Regions from separate parts of the Macaca mulatta genome. Here all the other regions are linked to region 2. The links are chromatin contacts, called in public Hi-C maps. All regions are on one chromosome and are shown on one strand. The core of a region is the stretch at or near the end of the contact, and the rest is flanking DNA. Distances in the headings are between cores, read along the strand shown.

Region 1 (3,724 bases), core at 294-2,793, 75 kb after region 2:
GCCGCAGCTGCTGCGGACGAGAAGCCCAAGGAGACCTACCCCAACGAACGCGTCTGCCCCTTCCCCCAGTGCCGCAAGAGCTGCCCCAGCGCCAGCTCCCTGGAGATCCATATGCGCAGCCACAGCGGTGAGCCCCCACAGCGGTGAGCCCCCACCCCAGACGCGGGTCCTCAGGATGCCGGCTGCTTCCCCACCCAGTCCTGCAGGCCGCCCCGGAAAACCCACATGCAAGCACCCACAGTGCCACGATTCACCTGTGTGGTCTCCGGCACACCCAAGACCCCCGCAGGGGCCCAGAGCAGGCAGGCCAGCCTGTGGGCTATCTGGGTAGTCAGCTGAGGGCTGGGCCCACTGCAGTCCCGAGAGACAAAGGGCCAAGGAGGGGGAGGGGTGTAAAGAGCCTTCAGCACTGGGTCCCCCGCTCCGGCACAGTTCATGGCCCTGGCCCAGTTGCCTTCCTCGTCCCTGGAGTCCCAAGGTCAAGCTGGCCCGGGCACCGCTCTTATGCGCCCTGTGTTCCAGGAGAGCGGCCCTTCGTGTGCCTGATCTGCCTGTCGGCCTTCACCACCAAGGCCAACTGCGAGCGGCACCTCAAGGTGCACACGGACACGCTGAGCGGTAGGCGCCACAGGGGCCGGGGGATGTGTGGGGCCCGCCCTCCGCCCTGGGCCCTGACCAACTCGCCATGGCCCACAGGTGTCTGCCACAGCTGTGGCTTCATCTCCACCACAAGGGACATCCTCTACAGCCACCTGGTCACCAACCACATGGTCTGCCAGCCAGGCTCCAAGGGTGAGATCTACTCGCCAGGGGCCGGACACCCAGCAACCAAGCTGCCCCCAGGTGAGCAGCCCTGTGGGGGCCACCCCCTGCCCCTTGGGCCCCCTGAGCAGAGGGAAGGGAGCGGGCTTGTCGCCCAAGACAGGTGTAAACCATTTCCGCCCACCCGTCCCCTCCCGGAGCTCGCCCTTCAGCTCTGACCGGCCAAGTCCTGCCCCAGGCCTGAGGTGCCACCCCTGCGGTCTCTCTGCAGACAGTCTGGGTAGCTTCCAGCAGCAGCACACGACGCTGCACGGCCCCCTGGCCTCTGCGGACCTGGGTCTGGCGCCCACCCCATCGCCAGGACTGGACAGAAAGGCCCTGGCAGAGGCCACCAACGGAGAGGCCAGAGCAGCCCCCCAGAATGGAGGCAGCAGCGGGCCCCCGGCGGCCCCCAGGAGCATCAAGCTGGAGGCGGTGGAGGAGCCGGAGGCCGCCCGCGCCCCGGGCACCGGAGAGCCTGGGCCCCAGGCCCCGTCGCGGACGCCGTCGCCTCGCAGCCCCGCCCCGGCCAGGGTGAAGGCCGAGCTGTCCAGCCCCACGCCGGTCTCCAGCCCGGTGCCAGGCGAGCTGAGCCTGGCCGGGGCCCTGTTCCTGCCGCAGTACGTGTTCGGGCCCGATGCGGCGCCCCCAGCCTCGGAGATCCTGGCCAAGATGTCCGAGCTGGTGCACAGCAGGCTGCAGCAAGGCGCGGGCGCGGGAGCCGGCGGCGCGCAGACCGGGCTCTTCGCGGGGGCCCCCAAGGGCGCTACGTGCTTCGAGTGCGAGATCACCTTTAGCAACGTCAACAACTACTACGTGCACAAGCGCCTCTACTGCTCGGGCCGCCGCGCGCCCGAGGACGCGCCCGCCGCGCGCAGACCCAAGGCGCCCCCCGGCCCGGCCCGCGCGCCCCCTGGCCCGCCCGCCGAGCCCGACGCGCCGCGCTCGTCCCCGGGCCCCGGAGCGCGCGAGGACGGGGCCGGGGGTGCGGCCACGCCCGAGGACGGCGCGGGCGGCCGGGGCAGCGAGGGCAGCCAGAGCCCGGGTAGCTCCGTGGACGACGCAGAGGACGACCCCAGCCGCACGCTGTGCGAGGCCTGCAACATCCGCTTCAGCCGCCACGAGACCTACAGCGTGCACAAGCGCTACTACTGCGCCTCGCGCCACGACCCGCCGCCGCGCCGCCCGGCCGCGCCCCCGGGAACCCCCGGGCCGGCCGTGCCCCCGGCCCCCGCCCCAGTCGCGCCCGTGCGCACGCGCAGACGCCGCAAGCTTTACGAGCTGCACGCGGCCGGCGCCCCGCCCCCCCCGCCGCCCGGCCACGCCCCCGCGCCCGAGTCGCCGCGGCCCGGAAGCGGAAGCGGAAGCGGCCCCGGCACCGCCCCTGCGCGCTCGCCAGGCCCGGCGGCCGACGGTCCCATCGACTTAAGCAAGAAGCCGCGGCGCCCGCCCGCCGGAGCCTCGGCACCAGCGCTGGCCGACTACCACGAGTGCACGGCCTGCCGCGTGAGCTTCCACAGCCTCGAGGCCTACCTGGCGCACAAGAAGTACTCGTGCCCCGCTGCGCCACCGCCCGGCGCGCTCGGCCTCCCCGCCGCCGCCTGCCCCTACTGCCCCCCGAACGGCCCGGTGCGCGGGGACCTGCTGGAGCATTTCCGCCTGGCGCACGGCCTGCTGCTCGGCGCACCCCTGGCCGGCCCGGGGGTCGAGGCCCGGACGCCGGCCGACCGCGGCCCCTCGCCCGCACCTGCGCCCGCCGCCTCCCCGCAGCCCGAGCCCCGCGGCCCCCGGGACGGCCTCGGCCCGGAGCTCCAGGAGCCGCCGCCGGGCCCGCCCCCGTCCCCGGCCGCCGCGCCCGAGGCCGTGCCACCCGCGCCGGCGCCCCCCTCCTACTCGGACAAGGGCGTCCAGACCCCCAGCAAGGGCACGCCGGCGCCCCTACCCAACGGCAACCACCGGTACTGCCGCCTTTGCAACATCAAGTTCAGCAGCCTGTCCACCTTCATCGCCCACAAGAAGTATTACTGCTCCTCGCACGCCGCCGAGCACGTGAAGTGAGCGCCACACTACAGCCGCAGACGCTTTGCACGCCCCCCGGCGAGGCGGGGGGGGGGCCGCCCCCAGGCCGTACGGACTCTGGCTCCTGGGAACCCCGCCATGCACAGGCCTGGGCGGAGGGGCTCGCAAGGGACAGCGCCCGCCTGGACCCTTGGCACTTAATAAAGAAGTACAGTTTGATGAGCATGGTGGTGGACCAGCCTAGTTCTCTGAGCCGGCAGGCACACGCAGCCAGCGCCACCTCCACCCCCGGTTTGTACACAGGCCCCTGCGGCCCAGAGTGGCTGGGCCCCTGCAGGAGTCACACCGCAGGTGGTGCTAAGAGCTAGACCGACCCTCAGGTTGGAGACCACAGCACACACTGAACCACTGCAGGGCCAGCCGCTCTGGGCCCACTCCACCCCACCCCTGTCCATAAACCCCTAGGGAGGGCAGCCTCCGCACTGCTGACCCTCTCCGCGGTCTACTTGGCCACCAGACACAGAAGGGAAAGGCACTGTCCTGGCTGACCATCCCCCAACCCTCCATGGTCCTGGGGGTCCGATGTCCCCCATCCAGTCACAGACCACCAGGGATGGCAGGGGTGGGGGCGCCCTGGGGAGGATGAAGCCCTGTGGTCGCCAAAGGGGGGGAAGAATGGGCGAGTAGGTGGACAGGAGAGGAAAACGAAGGGCAAAGCATTCCCTGGCCTCCAGGGGGTCCTGATGCTCACTGGTGGGTGCACCTCTCCCTCAGAACCAGGGCTGGGGACAGCTGTGTGATGGCGGAGTCGGTGCAAGGACCAGGGCACCCCATCCTGTCTTCCCTGCCGTGCTGGGCTGTATGGGCCGGCAACACTGAGGGAATACGTGGCTGACCACAGTGA
Region 2 (3,534 bases), core at 713-3,212:
CAGGCGGCACCACATTTTCATATTTTCATTTTGCATGGGGCCTTGCTAGTGACGAGCTAGGGCAGCAGGCTGTGGTCTGGACCTACCGCCGGCCCCCTTCGCTGGCTGCCCTGGGAGTGTCCCTCCATGTTTTCATCTATATACGGGCTCATAGAAATCTCAGCTCAGGCAAAGAAGCATCCAAAATGATCCCATCATCTCCTCCTGCAGCCTAGACAGACATCAGTCATGGATGATCATGGCTATCTCCTGCTGACCTTCAGAATCCACCCCAACACAGATCTCCACCCGTTCCAGCAGCACCAGCCCGGGTGCCACTTGCTGTGCGTGGACCCAGCTGAGCTTCAGACCCAGCCCAGGTGCCAGCCCATGGCCACCTCCTCCAGGAACTCCCCTAACTCCCAGGTCCACATACTCTAAATTGGCCTCCTTTTGGGAAGGAGGTGAGGTCCAATGGGAAACCCATACGGGTAGGGGCTCCATCCAGTTGACAAACATTGGGTGGGGTGGGGGCGTGGGCAGAGGTCCTGGGTTGAGTGAACCAATCAGACATGGGCCCCACCCCTTCCAGAGAGCAGCTGTGGGAAGGCTGTGCCCACTGGACCCTGGCAGAGAGCAGGAAGGGCTGGAGGACCCGTATGCCCCTGGGCAGCTCTCTTGGCCTCCTGGTCGCAGTGTTCCTGTCTGTCTATGGTGGTGGAGCAGGGGAGAGGGGGCGCGGCGTGTATCCAGTGACGTACCCTTGTCTTTCCTACCCACTCACCACTCTCCTGTGCCAGGGAGAGAGACCACTACTCCAGTTCCTTGGAGCCAGGGAATAGGTCACAGGAGTCGGCATGAGATGGGGTCTCAGGAGCTCCCAGCAGGCTGGCAGGTGGTGTGACAGACCTGCTGTGCCATGGTCTCGTCGCCACATGGGAGGGGTCCTTCCTGTCTGCCCCTGGGCCCACTCACCCCCGTTTCTAATGAGTATGGGGATGGGGAAGCAGGCAGCAAGTGCAGGCCGAGAACATTAAAAGGAAATGATACAACTCAGCTGGGAGTGGGGGACACCCCCCAGTGCGTGACCTTGAGCAAGTCCCCGAGCCTCCATCAGGTGGGGCTCTTGGGCGCCATTAACACACCCCAGAGGGCAACAGCCCGGTTCTCCATTTCCAGGCCTGAGCTGACAGCACAGCGCCCACAAATCTCGCTGACCTCTGACTGCCCCGAGAGGGGGCTGTGGCCCGGGCGCTGTGGGCACCTCCTTCGTGGGTCTCCTGCGGGGCGCCCTGGAGAGGCTCGGTGAGGAAAGAGGCCCCAAGGGGCAACGCCCAGGGCTGCCGGCTCCCGCACCCCCTCCTCGATTTCCAGCCTGGTCTGAGCTCACAGGGGAAGACCCGAGATCCCGCTCTCCTGGCTGTCCTGAGGGTGCGGACTAACACCATTTGGGGGCCATGGCAGGTGGCGGACCCCGTGCTGCTTTCACCGCAGTCTGGGACGGAAGCCCCCTTCCCGGCCCGAATCCGCTCCACACCCCAAGTCTGGCCCAAGACAAACGTGGGCGTCAAGGCCTCGGGCTTCCTGAGCCGGTCATCACTGCCCCCACCGCGCACGTGGAGCGGGCGGCGGAGCCCAAGGGTCTGGGAAGGAACCACGGGATGGGGGCGGAGTTACAGGGCGGGGGCGGAGCCTCGGCGTCTCAGGGCCCAACCAGGTCGGGTCAGGTTTGGGGGCGGAGCTGGCACCAAGAGGCGGGGCGCGGGATGCCGTGCCGCGGGGCAGAAGAACAGAACAGAACCGAATAGGTCTCAGAGTCCCAGCCGGGCCTGGGACGTGGCCTCCGGGCAAAGGAGGAGTCGGGGAGGGAGGCTAGAGGTCTCCCCGGGACTGGGGCAGGGCCGAACCAGGAAGGGGCGGGGCATAGAGCGGGGCGGGGCCAGTGCCTTGAAGGCCCAGACGGACAGGGGCGGGGCCGTAGCGCTGGGGGCGGAGACAGCGCCGTGAAGAGCCGGCGGCCTGGGGCGTGGTCGCGGCGCTGGGGGCGGAACCTGAGCGGTGTAGGGCCCAGCAGGCGGAGCGGGGCGGGGCCGGAGCTCGGGGGCGTGGCGGGGCGGGAGGCGCGGCGGCCGACAACGCTCAGGCCCCGCCCCGCCCCGCGCCTCCTGCGCCTCGGAGCGCCCTCGCAGTGGCCGCCTGCTCCGCCGCTCGCCGCCCGCGGGTTCCATTGAGAAAAGCTGAGCGGCGGCGGCGGCGAGTGCGCGGAAGCGGAGGAGCCGGCACCCGCCCGCCGGGCAGTCCGCGCACCCGCAGCGCAGGACCGTGGCCTCTCAGGCCTCCGCGGCGGCGCCAGCGGCTCCGGGGCTGGACGTGCGGGCTGGGGGCGCGGGCCGGGGCGGCCGCGGAAACCGGGGGCCGGGGGCATGAGCGGCCCCGCGGCCCCGCCGCGCCCCCGCCGCCCGCCGCCGCCCGCCCGGGGCTAGAGGCGGCCGCCGGGAGGGCGCGCGGCGCCGGAGACATGTCCAGGAGGAAACAGAGCAACCCCCGGCAGATCAAGCGTGAGTCAAACTTTGCCCGTCGTCCCCGCCGTCCCCGCCGCGCGCCCGACCCCCGCTGGGGCCCTGCCGCCAGCGCCGCCCCCGCCTGTCCCCGCTCTGCCCCGGGCGCAGGCGACCTTCACCCCGCGCCGCGCCCCCCGCGCTGTGCCAAGCGCGCCGTAATCTAATCTCCGCCGGCGGCCTGGGCCCCCGCGTCTCGGCTTGGGCACCAGGGGGTCCAGCCCAGGAGGGGGCCGCCCGGAGGCCGGGAGGAGGGTGGTTGGGGGCGCGGCCCGGGCAGCGCTTGGCCCCTCGCGGCCTGCCCCTCCCCCGCATCTGCGAGATGGTGCGGCGATAGGGCGGCCCCGATCTGGGCTCAGATAAAGTTTAAAATATTCCATTCTGCAAGTCCCGTCCTGATAAGATCGTTCTGTCGGGACGGGCTGAAATTGTGATCTTATCTCGCGCGGTTGACTCTCCCAGGCTTTGTATCTAGAAGCGGAGAGAGACCTGGGAGGGAGAGGGGACACCCGGGGCCGCGTGGAGATGCCTGGCCAAGTGGCAAGGACCCGCCCGCGCCCACCCCCACCGGTGCCGTCGCAGAGCGCAGGGCAGGGGAGGGGGGAGCGCGCAGCTGCTGCAGTCTAGGCACTTGGCTCCAGCCCCCCAGACATCTCCACCCCGTGCCCTAGTGCTGGGGTCCTGAACCCAGGCCCTGCCTGCCTGGTGACACCTCCTGGACCCTGCAAATGTCCCAGCCAAGGCGGCATGGGCAACGAATGGTGCCCTCGGATGCCCGCGGGTACCCCCTGGCATCCCAGGGGGCTGCTCTGAGTCAGAGAAGGGCCTCCCAGGACGTAGCCCCAGGCCAGGGTCGCCCCTGCACGCAACCAAGTTTCTTGCTGGTCCGGCTCCCTGCGGGGTCAGAGGTTGCGGCCCCACCGCCACATTGCCAGTGCCCCCACGATGAGAACTGCGCTCTCGGGACCACTGTCTGGCCTGGGCCTCTGGGCTGTGC
Region 3 (3,448 bases), core at 418-2,917, 110 kb after region 2:
GGACCACAGGGCCCCAGGGCCCCACTCCCAGTCGCTGGTGCAGCCATTCTGGGGCAGGACCCAGGAAAGCACATTCCTAACAACCCCTAGTGATACTGAGGCTGCTTGCCTGGGCCCCACTTGAAGAACCCTGTTGAGGGTGGCACGGCTGGTCACAGGGCACTTCTTCTTTTAAACTGACATTGTTTTCCAAAGAGGCTGTGATCAACAGAGTTTACTGTTCATGAAACTCAGATCGCAGCCAGGCACGTGTCGGTCACAGCCGGTGCCGGCTGCTCCTTTGCATGGATGGTAATGTCCATGCAGGTTTATGTTTGTCAACTGGCCGTTGCTGGGTGGGACTGTCTTACCGACACATAAAGCCTACAGAAGGCGCCAACTCGCGTTACAGGGCTGCTCCTGACACGACCAAAATCACCAGGGTGGAATTCACACTCCTCTTACATAACCATAACAAGTTGCTGGGATCACAGGCATGTACCACCATGTCCTGTTAATTTTTTTGTAGAGGCAGGGGTGTTGCTTTGTTGCCCAGGCTGGCCTCAAACTCCTGGAGGAGGTGGTACTCCAAGCTTGGCCTCCCAAAGTGCTAGGATTACAGGCGTGAGCCACAGGGCCACGTCTGTGGTACGTCTTCCAAGGACACAAATCCTATCAGATCAGGATCCCACCCTTATAATCTCATTTAACCTTAATTCTCTAAAGGCCCTTTCTGCAAACACAGTCACATTGGGGATTACGGCTTCACATACAAATGTTAGGGGGACAGAACTCGGTCCATAGCATGGAGTCGCACAGTATTTGTCCTTTTGTGATTGGCTTGCTTTACTTAATATGTTTCCAAGGTTCACCCACGTTGTGGCACGGGTCTGAACTTCACTCTTCTGGATGGCTGACTCACATTCCACTGCATGGACAGGCCGCATTTTGTCTGTTCATCAGTTCCTCCACATCTCGCTCCCTTGTTTCCACCCTGGGGATATGGAGGAAGATGGGGTGGGCGAAGTCCTGTGACCCCCAGGACCAGCCACATCGTTGGCAGGGGACAGTGCAGGATGAAACAGTGGGCCCCTGGTCTTGGGCCGGGCCCTCCGTCTCTAGAGCAGCTCGCACCGCTGCAGCCCCTGGACGTCCCAGGCTGTGGACGCGCCCGGGGGACGCCGCGATGAGCAGGACACGGGACAGGTCCCCTTGCTGGCGCTGCTCGCGTTGAACCGCGCGGGGAGCCGGGCAGCCCATGGGAAAGGTAAGAATTGTTAGGCTTTTAATCTAAAGTCGATACCTGAAAAAATAATTCCGGAGCTAAGCATTTAATATCAACATTCAATAAAGCAGGAGATACCAGCCCGACGAAAACCGCTTTAAGTTTTCCGCGTTGATGAACTCGATCATCCCCCAGGGATGAAGAACCCACCAGCCGAGCCAGAGCCCCGTCACGTGACCCGGCGGCCACGGGGAGCCCTGTGCGCAGGCGCGGAGCCGGACTCCCGCTCCCGAGGAGCGAACTCCCTGTGGCGCCTGCGCTGTAGCGGGGGCTCGGCGGGCGCGCGCGCGTCCGGGCGCCCGCCGCGGGGGCGGAGCCGCGCGGAGGCCGGAAGGAAACTGGAGGGGGCGGGGCGAGGGAGGGAAGCCCGCCGGCCGTAGGACGACCGTCGCGGCCTGATGACGTCGCACAATGGCCGGCCCCCGCGGGTAGTGGAGCCCGTTTGTTCCGCCCGCGTCGAGCCTGGAGCCAGAGCCTGTGAGGAACGGAAGGGCCAAGGGACGTCTTCTCCACGCCGCTCCGACTCCAGCAGAGCCGTGGCCCCCTCTCCGTCCTAGCGCTGAGGTTAGCGGGGGCCGGGCGGGCGGCGGGAGGCCGGGCCGGCGGCGGCGGGAGGAGGAGGCCGCCGAGGCGGCGGCGGCGGCGGGAGTGAGGCCCGGGACCCTGGCGCGCCTCCGGCCGTGCGGACCCGCCGACCGAAGACTGGCCCTTGGGCCAAGGGAGGGGGACCTTGAGACAGGCACCACCCCGCGTTCCGTCCGTAAGCGGCCCCGCGGTCCTGTGGCGCCCTCAGCGCCTGAGCTCCTCGCGCGCTGCCTCCGCGCCCCGCGGCGGAGTTTATTTTCCTGAAGCTGTCATTTCTCTTCCGGGCCACTCGCGTGGCACATGTGTGCCGCCCGCTAAGGGGCGGTGAGAGGCGCCCAGGTTAACCTCCGGAATAGGTCAGCCCTTGCTGTTTCTGGGCTCTTCGGAGAACTTTGAGCTCTTCATGAGCCTTCTGGAACTTGCGCCGCAGCTTCAGAGTGTGCACAGGTTGGACGTGGTGATTGCCCCAAGACGCGCGCCGGTCTCTTAGGAGTATGTAACTTCCTTGCCCCTTGGATCAGGAGATCAGAGGTGCTGGGTCCTTTATATAAACTAACTGCAGATATAATGCTGGAAGAACCGAAACTTACAGCCTTGCTCCTGCCAAAAATTAAGTTTTCCTGACTACTTTGTGACAGCTGAGTTTGCCGGTTAGAGTGGCCGTTTTAAATGAGCTTTGTTCCGCTAACTCATTTGCAAGGGTAGGTCATTCTTCAGACCCGTTTGGGAAAATGGAAGAAGAGAGTGTTTGGCATCTGCAGTACCGTTTGGGGTGTAGCAAGGCGCTCGTCATTTCTCCTGAGACTCACTTCCAGCTTGTTGTCTGTAGAGTGGTCCTTTCCCGTTCAGTTGTTGAGATTCTCCTGGTGAGCCTTGACCTCGGCTGAATCCCGCTTCCCAGCCTTGGGAGGAGAGTCTTTGCCTGATAATTTTACTATCTAAGGGCAGTATGGAACCCAGCCAGCCCTGGAACCGGTCAAATGTGTCCCAAAGCCGGAAACTCCTCTCCCATTTTAGGTGGGACATGCTGAAATGTTGTAAGAAAGCTTTGTGGAGTCACTCCAGAAAGCAAACAGGTAAGTTAACCTGTGGCCTAGATCGTGTTTCAAGAGATTTGTATTTTGTCACGGCTACAGAGCATCTCAAGGTGAGTACCTCCTTATCAAGCAGTTTAGTGGTCAAGCTTGGTCAGTTTGCGAGTGGGGTCTGTCACCAACCTTGATAACTTTCATTTAGATATTGTAAGCCCGTGAGGTTATGAGTCAGAATTTTAACCAGATGTTCCAGAACTCAGGCATTCAAATAGGGACTGCTCTGTTGAAAGTAACTGTCCCAAAATGTTGTGCTTGTATTTCATTGGTGCTTCTTTGCCAAAACCTCTTTAGAACTCCTGTTTTGGTAGTAAAAATGTAGTCATATGGGAAAATCAGTTTTATTCAGTAGTCACCCTCCAGGTTTGACCAAAAGTTGTCTTATGTGGTTGGTAACTTACCTTATCAGGTGAGACTCTGACTTGCAGCACTTATCAGAGACTAGCTTGAGAGGAGGAAGATTTGCCACCACGGAGAACACCAGAAGACTTCTTCAGGCTTGGAAGGT

The links. Hi-C and Micro-C count contacts between places; a contact is called where the count stands out from the background.
Region 1: a contact with region 2 is called in a Hi-C map of fetal cortical plate, with 2.2 times the contacts expected there. The contact joins the enhancer-like site here to the promoter of ZFPM1 in region 2. A contact is called at or near these places in 6 of 14 Hi-C or Micro-C datasets (CD4 T cells, blood, cortical neurons and 3 more).
Region 3: a contact with region 2 is called in a Hi-C map of liver, with 2.6 times the contacts expected there. The contact joins the promoter of ZC3H18 here to the promoter of ZFPM1 in region 2. A contact is called at or near these places in 3 of 14 Hi-C or Micro-C datasets (blood, fetal cortex germinal zone and liver).

Annotation. Positions count from the first base shown.
Region 1 is chr20:83,913,973-83,917,696 of T2T-MMU8v2.0, forward strand. It overlaps ZFPM1 (zinc finger protein, FOG family member 1), which reads left to right. Exons shown (of 10, transcript XM_028841554.2): 7 at 1-127; 8 at 523-618; 9 at 697-843; 10 at 1,034-3,043. The coding sequence ends at 2,859. Among named protein-coding and RNA genes, the nearest start is that of ZC3H18, 39 kb to the right of the region's middle. Within about 2 kb of position 1,544, at least 25 of the 40 cell types and tissues checked have an H3K27ac peak or open chromatin away from gene starts, as enhancers often do. A contact at or near this core is called in CD4 T cells, blood and fetal cortical plate, where this site is marked.
Region 2 is chr20:83,838,758-83,842,291 of T2T-MMU8v2.0, forward strand. ZFPM1 (zinc finger protein, FOG family member 1) reads left to right here and starts at 1,963. Exons shown (of 10, transcript XM_028841554.2): 1 at 1,963-2,537. The coding sequence starts at 2,498.
Region 3 is chr20:83,953,289-83,956,736 of T2T-MMU8v2.0, forward strand. It overlaps ZC3H18 (zinc finger CCCH-type containing 18), which reads left to right and starts at 1,668. Exons shown (of 18, transcript XM_077986704.1): 1 at 1,668-1,828. It overlaps LOC144338181 (a long non-coding RNA gene), which reads left to right and starts at 3,350. Exons shown (of 3, transcript XR_013412065.1): 1 at 3,350-3,448.